Linked DNA regions of Mus musculus: region 2 is linked to region 1. The links are chromatin contacts, called in public targeted proximity ligation maps. All regions are on one chromosome and are shown on one strand. The core of a region is the stretch at or near the end of the contact, and the rest is flanking DNA. Distances in the headings are between cores, read along the strand shown. Region 1 holds the start of Gnaq (guanine nucleotide binding protein, alpha q polypeptide). Region 2 holds the start of Foxb2 (forkhead box B2).

Region 1 (4,517 bases), core at 1,503-4,002:
AGGTGCTGAGTAAGTGGCAGGTTTCCTACCAGCTCCAACAGCCTGTCATTGACGGGTGAGGTGGGGCCAGGTTAAACCCTGCTCCATCTAGAATCAGTGCGGGAGGGCCGCCACACACCTACAGCTACCACTTTCTTAGCTGGAGAACTGGGGGGGTTTCCCCCTCGGGAAATCACTTCCACGTTCGTTTTTTAAAGCATGGTATATTATTAAAATACACAGCATGTAATTAAGCATCTCTCTAAGTGTATTCCCCTCTCAGGCATGTAAACCTAGGCCCTCTGACAAACCTAACTCATAGCTGCTGGGAAACCTGGAGCTGTCAAATTTCAGGCAAATAAGTTTGGTCAATGAGACCTCAAATGCCCTGTTCCTAGCTAAACACAAACATATGAAGACTATAAACAAAGGAAAATTAAAAGCCAGGTCTAAGAGAAAAATCTCTAAAACACGTGTCTTTCCTCTTAATTGTATACTGGATCAACATATATTTATCCCACTTGCCCTTGCTTCTCCCTTCTCAATTAAAAAAAAAAAAAAAAGATAAGACATTCCATTTTCAGCCTTGAGAAGAAACAGAAATGATGAGGGTGGACAGGCTTACCCAGTTTCCCCATTGCTCTGGCTTATTCCCCCTGAAACCCATCTTTCTAGTCAGCCCCTTGCCTTCTAGTCTTTATGAACACATTATATGTGCACATTTACCTAACTGGATTTCAATATAAAGACCTTGGTTAAGGGAAGGGAACAGCATTGGGAACCATGTGTGATTATGATATTTTGCTCCTGACGATAAGCAAGCCAGGCCCCAAGGTAATGGGTTCTTGGAGCCAGCACATGGAATGCTCCAGATAGCAAAAAAAAGAAAAATGAAAAGAAAAAAACGGGGGGGGGGGGGGTGTCTTCTCAAATCCCAACAATGCAACATTCTTTTCTTACAGAAATGTTTGTGAAGCGGTAACAAATAAACACAAGTGCAGACATTTTTCAGGCCTGTTCCTGCAAAGCAGTTCTTGCTTCCTACCACAATAGCAATAGTTATGTCATGCTAGCTTGTACATGGACCCTGATCGCTTGATTCCGAACACTCTCTCGGAGATAATAATCAATATAGCTCCTATTTGAAAATAGCATTTTCTTGCTAATTTCATGTTAAGGGAGAATGTTGGGTTGTTGTTTTGTTTTGTTTTGTTTTTTTAAACGCGATCAGAGGGAAATTTTCTCTCACTCTTCCCGTTTTTTCTTGGAGCCCAGATGGCAAGATACTAAAATGTCCGTTTTAAACAAAAGGTTTCTGTTTGTTTCCAGGAGAGTAACTGAGAGGCTGCGCTGGTTTCCAGTAGAAACTGCTGTGAATTCAGGCATACATCTGGGTCGCCTCATTAAACAAAAGACACCCGTCTGCTGTCAACAACCACACAGTACAACACTCCCGGATCCTTCATCTTTATCCGGAAGGAATGGTTCATAGAGACGCCTGTCACCATCCACTGGCCATGCAACTCTCTGGGGTCACTCCTGTCAGTGGCCTGGTGGCTACAGTATAGCACATTTGGGCTAGTCTTCCCGCCCCGCCCCTGCCCAGTACGTTAACCCGGGTTTATTGGAGCGCCAGCCAAGGCTTCCTCAGCACCTTTCCTAGCAGAATCCAGACCGGGGTCTGCTCCCCGTTTCCACCCTTCCCTCTCCACCCCACAACGCGCCACAATGGACGCTGGCCGACCACCGCACTGCACGCCATTGCCCACCCGCGCCGCTCGCGCGGACGCTCAGCCGTCCCGCAGACGCTGTGCACCGAGCACGGCCCTAGCTGACACCAAAGGCGCACGCCGCGGATCCGCGCCCGGGAGCCCCGGCCCTCGGCCCCTGGGTGCGCGCGCGCGGGTGCGGGTGCGGGTGCCGGCCGGGGACGCGCGTGGGGAGGGCAGCGGCGAGCCGGGGCGGGGGGTACCGGGGCCCAAGGGCCGCACTCACCCAGCAGCAGCAGCTTGAGCTCCCGGCGGGCGTCGCGCTTGTCCCTGCGCAGCTGCCGCTCGATCTCGTCGTTGATCCTCCGGGCTTCCTTGGCCTCCTCGCTCAGGCAGCACGCCATGATGGACTCCAGAGTCATTCTTCCGAAGTGCCTCGCTGCAGCCCCGCCGGCGCCCTGCTCACACGCGCGCACACACGCCCTCCGCCCTCGCTCCCCCGAGGCAGCGGCGGCCGCGGAGCCCCGCCGCCCGGGCGCGCGTCAGGGACGAGCTCAGGGGAGCCGCGGTAAAGGAGGCGGCCGGGCCCGCAGCCCAGGCGGGCCGGGAACGAGCGGGGCCGGGAGCCTGGGACGCGCGAGGAAAGGCCGCCGCGCCCCGCCGCGCTCACACGCCGCCTTCTCGGAGAGCGCGCGGCCCTCCAGGCGCCGCCGCCGACGCTGCCCAAGGCTGTGCGCCCAGCGGCCCGAGCTCATCCACCGAGGCGGCCCCGCAGCGAGCGACCGCCGACGGCTCAGCGCGCCCGGCGCGCCCGCTCCTCGCCGCCGCCGCCGCCGCCGCCTGACTCGGCTCCGGGCGCCCTCGGCCTGCCCGCGCCCACTCGGCTCGCTCGCAAACCGGGCAGCCGGCCGCCGCGCGCTCCCCGCCTCCGCCCCCGCCTCCGCCGGACGCCCACCCGGCCCGATTGCCAGGCGCGCCGCGGCTGCTCAGTGCTCGCCCTCCCCCTCGCCACACACACACATTTTCTCCTTTCTCTGAACTGGAGCACAGATCCGGGAGGGGGCGGCGGCGGCGGGAGGAGGAGGAGGAGGACGGGCGCAGGGGGCGGGCACAGCGCAAGGGGCGGGACCGCGGCCCCTCCTGGACAGCTCGCGCTCTCCTCGCCCCGCCCCCGACTGCCCGCCCCGCTCGCCGGCCGCCTCCCTCTGTGCGAGCTCCGGCGCGGCGGTCACGGCCGTTGGAGCGGGTCCGGCAGGCGGACACCGACCTTCGGCTGCCGCTGGGCTGCCGGGGCGTGGTCGGCGAGAATATGGCGGCCTCGGCCTGCCCTCTGGCCGCTGGCGCTGCGGGAGCCCTGCCGGGAGCCCACGCGCTGCGCTCCGGGCCTCTCTGCAGCCGGGCTGCCCTTTCCTATTTCTAAAACGCCATTGGGAAGAAGCTGCCTCGAGTGGCCTCTGACCCAAGATCCATCTTAGAAGATGGGATGCTCTTTACTAGGGAAGAGAAAGGATTGTCACTGGCTCTCTGGGGGTTACTGAGGGATCTGTGGACGGAACTGTCCTCCTTATCTCCAGATAGGAATCTGAATCCTAAAGAGAAAAAAAGAAGCTGCCCAAGTTTCCAAGAGCCTCCTGATCCGTTCCAACTTTTCGGGTCACTGAGGTGGTTTCTGTTTTCCTACCAGCACACTACGTTAAACAGTCTGGTAATGTAGGATTGACCCTTCTACACCGTGACAGTTAAGGATGACTTCTGGGAGAACGCCAAGTAGTACAGAATGAAATGAAAGAGACAGATATGGTGGCTCACACCCATAAACTCCACACTCCACAGGCTGAGGCAGGAGAATTGCTTCCTGAGCAGTATGAGACCTTGTAGCAAAGAAAAGGGGGAGGGAGAGAGAATAAAATAGGAGAAAGTGAAGAAACTAGTATCATTGGAGCAAAATTCTATTTGGTTTTTATACTTCTAATTTGAGGTGGTTTACTAATAAATAGAAAATATCTTGTTCATTCAAGGTTGTATTGGGGAAAAAAAAAGGTTCATTCAATTCAGTGTGTCTCAAACATCAAGAGGAGAATCGTACTATTTTTCCTGACTTTATAGATAGAAGTGGGCGCCTCCACATTTCATGCTTTTCATAAACTGCTCCTGTTGATCTGGGCTGCAATGTAAGATCATACCCATTGCTGCAACTTAAGAATGAAACAAGTCTTGGACTTCAAGGTCTCTCCTCTGGTTTGCCTTATTCTCCACCACCACCACCACCACCCCACCCCATCCCCCACCCCCACCCCCACCCCCACCCCCACCCCCCCACCCCCGTGATACACTGCATGCATACATTCAGCCTCTATGCCAGGACTCAGATGGAGTTGTGGACGTAAAGTCTGTATGTAATACTCTGCTTTTAAAAAAGATACCTTGCCAAAGAAGCAAAGAAGCAAAGAAGGTGAACCTCTCACCCCTTTTATATGAATACCATCAGAGCTGGTGTAGACTAGCTGTGAAAATGAATATTTAGATACTAAAGATTCAGAGTCCAAGGCAGAAATGTAAAATAGAAGAATTGGGCAAGAATTGCAAGTAATACCCAGCCCCCCCTCGTGGGGGTGGGGGTGGGGTGTGTGTGTGTGTGTCCTAGAGAGACACAACAAGCTGGAAAACAAAACGATCAACATTTCATGTCTGGTTTCCTAAGGAGCCCCTGAGACAAATTGTGCCTTTAAAGTGTCAGTAATATATTTTGCTTAACTGACCTCTTTGTTTGTCACTTCTGTCTCAGCCCCAGGGACATGCCCTGGTACAGATATTTAAATTGACAAAAAA
Region 2 (4,340 bases), core at 556-3,055, 740 kb before region 1:
CTCAAGTGAGGGAACTGGAAAGAACTCTGAAATTTTCCAACTACAGGAAAAATACTGAAAGTGAGATCCCGAGACGGGAATAGAGAATATGGTTGTTTCTAAATGCTTCTTTCCCTGCCAGCTTGGGGTCAAACGTAGCCAACCAGAATGAGATTTTAAGTTCTTTGAATACGCATTGCCATTTCCAGGATGAGTGCTTCATCCAAGTGGGGGTGGGGGGTGGTAGGGGACCTTTACCCCTGGCTCAGCCCCTGCTCCCTTACAGGTCACACCAAGGCTTCCAGAGTGATTTTAATGGTATTCCTCCCTTGGTGAGGAGAGTGCTGCACAGTTAGGTAACGGAGCCCCTCGACTCCCAACTCCTCATTCTTTCCCCTGCCTCTAATATCGCCACCCCAAAGAGACCTCACGCCGTCTGTCCGCCCCTTTCAGGAAGACGTGTTGGAGTTTCTCCACCCGCCAAGCTTCTTGCCTCCTAATTCCCTGCCTATTATCTTTCTGCCCCCTAAATCAAGGTTCTGGGGTGCAAAGAGCAATTCGTGCCTCGCTGAACCTGCCAAAAAATGGGCCGATCTGTAGGCCCCAGCTCTTCTTTCTATTGGTTTCCACTTACAACCCTCTGGGCGTCTCTGTTTCTCCAAGAGAAAAGGAGCTGGAGACAAAGGTGCTCCAAACTGGAGACCTAAATGGCTAGGCCACCGGGAAACTAAGGGAGAGTGGGTGAAAAGACTGAATGATAAAGGGAGAGAGCTATGCAAGACCTGACGGGTGAGAAAGCAGTGCCGTGCCCCCTTGCTGTGGAACAGCAGACCCCCACAACTAGACAGTGACCCCTTCTCAGTGGTCAGACGGCTGAAGCCTGGGCTGGCAAGCGGGAAGTGAAAGCGAAGGGTCGGGGTGACCAGTGGAAATGGAGAAGGGGCGGAGACGAGAAATTGTGCCTTCTTGCCCCTTCTTCAGCAAAAGAAGAGGCTGTGGAGGCGGCGGCGGCGGAGTCCCTCAGCCTCGGTCATGTGATAGTCTCGAAGCGCAAGCTGCAGGGGTCTCGGCGTCTCGGGGACCATTACAAAACGCAGCCAGGAGAGCGCGTCGCTGCCACAGCAGCGCGTCTTCTCAAAACCCGCGGGGCAGAGCGGCTGCAGCTGCAGCTCAGACGGCTGTTCGGACCGGGCGAGCCGGGTCCTAGCCTGTCTACGCAGACGCCCCCTGCAGCCTGCGGCTAGCTCCGGGAGTTCTGACACCGTCCCCTCCATAGAGCCTGACGGTGGGCGCCGCTGCTGTAGACAGCACCAAACTTTTTTCTTGGAACCACCACCTAGAGCTCGGTGCCTCTTCCATTTTCAGCTTGCCTGCAGATCTCCTGAAAAAAGAGGGTACGTACGTACAGTAGCGGATAGGAAAGTGCGCGCTCCCTCTCTCTCTTCTTACCCTGTCTACCCCTTTTTGTAAGATTTGAACTCCAGCGCGGACAGACCCAGTACCAGGTCAGCTTCCAGGGTCGAAAGATCGGTCACCAGTGGCCTCGGGACAGCTAGTGTGGACTCGAGCTTAAAAAGCCAGTCTTCATTATCCAGTTGGTTTGATCTGAGCTGCCTTTGTACCGATAAAGGGAAAAGAGACCAAAAAGAAACTCATTCCACAGCCTTTCGCTCCAGAGCTCAAGTCTAGTCATCCAAGAGGAGGACGAGACGGAGAAAAGCAAGGTAAAGCTGGCGAGTCTCTCTGGCTACTGTGAGGGCCTGCCCACGACAGTCAAGACCAGAAGTTGTGAGCGCCATAAAACTGTATTGGCTCAAAAAGCCAATTGCGGGGACCCGGGGCAGCTCCCCGAAGGAGGAGGACCAAGGCAAAAGGGGTCTGGGGACCAAGAAAGCTGGGGATCAGGCTGCGCAGGTGGAGAGAGAATTAGTGGGGACACTTAAGCCTGGTATCCGGCTTTCCGAGAGGCGTTAAGGCCCACTGTGGGCCGGACGGAAGTGGAAGAGCCTGGGAAGATGCCACGGCCAGGGAAGAGTTCCTACAGCGACCAAAAGCCGCCCTACTCTTACATCTCACTGACCGCCATGGCCATCCAGCATTCGGCTGAGAAGATGCTGCCTCTGAGCGACATCTACAAGTTCATCATGGAGCGCTTCCCCTACTACCGCGAGCACACGCAGCGCTGGCAGAACAGCCTGCGCCACAACCTCTCCTTCAACGACTGTTTCATCAAGATCCCTCGGAGGCCGGACCAACCCGGTAAGGGCAGCTTCTGGGCGCTACACCCTGACTGCGGTGACATGTTCGAGAACGGCAGCTTCCTGCGGCGCCGCAAGCGCTTCAAGGTGCTACGCGCAGACCACGCTCACCTACACTCAGGAAGCAGCAAGGGCGCGCCCGGCACGGGGCCAGGAGGTCACCTGCATCCCCACCATCCCCACCACGCACACCACCACCACCACCATCACCACCACGCCGCACACCATCACCACCATCACCACCCGCCGCAGCCGCCCCCGCCGCCGCCGCCGCACATGGTGCCCTATTTCCACCAGCAGCCGGCTCCGGCTCCGCAGCCTCCACACCTCCCGTCGCAGCCCGCGCAGCAGCCACAGCCGCAGTCGCAGCCTCCGCAGACGTCCCATCCCGGCAAGATGCAGGAGGCGGCGGCCGTGGCGGCGGCCGCAGCAGCGGCGGCGGCCGCAGCGGTGGGCAGCGTGGGGCGTCTGTCTCAGTTCCCACCCTACGGGCTGGGCTCGGCCGCCGCCGCCGCCGCTGCAGCCGCCGCGTCCACCACAGGCTTCAAACATCCGTTCGCCATAGAGAACATCATCGGGCGGGACTACAAGGGCGTGCTGCAGGCTGGAGGGTTGCCTTTGGCGTCGGTCATGCACCACTTGGGCTACCCCGTGCCGGGCCAGCTCAGCAATGTTGTCGGCTCCGTGTGGCCTCATGTTGGCGTGATGGATTCGGTAGCCGCGGCTGCCGCTGCTGCCGCCGCAGCTGGGGTCCCGGTAGGCCCGGAGTATGGGGCATTCGGGGTGCCAGTCAAGGCTCTGTGCCACTCGGCAAACCAGAGCCTGCCAGCTGTACCGGTGCCCATCAAGCCCACGCCTGCGCTACCACCCGTGACCACGCTGCCGCCGGCGTTGTCTGTCCCCACGGCGTCGCAGCAGCTGCCTGCTCCCTCCACCGTGTGCGCGGCCGCCGCCTCACCCACAGCCCCTCTCTTGGAGCCCACCGCAGCCGGCAGGGCTGACAGCAAGGGGAGCTCCCTACACTCGGTGTTGGTGCATTCTTAGGGGACCCCGCGACCGGTGAGAAGGCGCCTGTCGAGAGACTGAGACAATGGTCCCAGACCGAGAGGGTGCTCCAGGAAGGTCAGCAAACTTGGCATTGAGCTAAATGCTGCACTGGTCTGAATAAATGTAACTTCCTGGTGTCTGTGTTTATACTATCTTGTAAATCAGATTAATTAATGAAAGCCCATTTTCAGGTAAGAGTTTCTATTGTAATAAAAGTCGGTAAGTTATGGGAGAGAGGAGCAAACGTGGTCAGTGAAAACTAATTTTAGGCAAAGAGGAAGTAGGGTTCACCTCTTTTCTGGAGCAGGACCTGGACGACCTAATCCGGGAGAAGCCCAACAGAGTGACAGAAATGGACTTCAGAGCCCAGGCTTCAGTCCCCCGGAGTCCGCAGCCGCCTGCCTTTTGAGGAAAACTTGCCTTCGATGGTAAGGGAAGGAGCATGTTTTGTCTCATTATTTCCGTGGTCAGGAAAATGGACAAGAAAACGACACCGGGAATAAACTCGCTGTTACGGCGGGGGCGGGGGGTACAGAGGGGGTTAGTGGGTTCTTTGAGAAACGGTTACATTTCGTGGCTGTGACCCGGGGTCGAGGAGGATAGTAGGGACAGCTAAAGTAATTAGTTCGCACAAAAGAGAAAGGCGGAGGCTTAAAGAGCAAAGCTCCAGATTCCAAAAGTAAAGTTTGGGGAGCCCCCAGAGAGAGACAATAAAGGCGACTTTCCACCTGCGACTCCTCTGTGTATCAATCGGATGAGAAACCGTTACGAAGCCTGAGAACAGAGTTCATTCCCACGATCAGTTCCATTTAGACTTTTAAAAAAAAAAAAAGTCACTTGTATCACGGAATTTTACTCCTCTACCCGATTAGCGCATTAGCGCGAGTAGTGCGAGGAAGCCTGTCTCCTGGAGGAGAGGGGCTCGCGCCGGGTGTGGTGTTTGGTGTGTGTTTGGTGGCTGTCCGCTTTCCCACCTCCTCTTGCACAAATGAGGAGGGGTCACCTTTGCTCGCTGCGTGTCTTTTCAGGCGAATTCTTCAATTGCAGTGTGTGAAT

Evidence for each region.
Region 2: a targeted proximity ligation map of microglia shows a contact between it and region 1, with 5 times the contacts expected there. A contact is called at or near these places in 1 of 39 promoter capture datasets (embryonic stem cells), 3 of 484 Hi-C or Micro-C datasets (all in embryonic stem cells) and 5 of 130 datasets of targeted methods (embryonic stem cells and microglia).

What each region holds. Positions count from the first base shown.
Region 1 is chr19:16,130,919-16,135,435 of GRCm38.p6, reverse strand. It overlaps Gnaq (guanine nucleotide binding protein, alpha q polypeptide), which reads right to left and starts at 2,752. Exons shown (of 7, transcript NM_008139.6): 1 at 1,975-2,752. The coding sequence starts at 2,110.
Region 2 is chr19:16,871,295-16,875,634 of GRCm38.p6, reverse strand. Foxb2 (forkhead box B2) reads left to right here and starts at 1,805. Exons shown (of 1, transcript NM_008023.2): 1 at 1,805-3,319. The coding sequence starts at 1,995. The coding sequence ends at 3,281.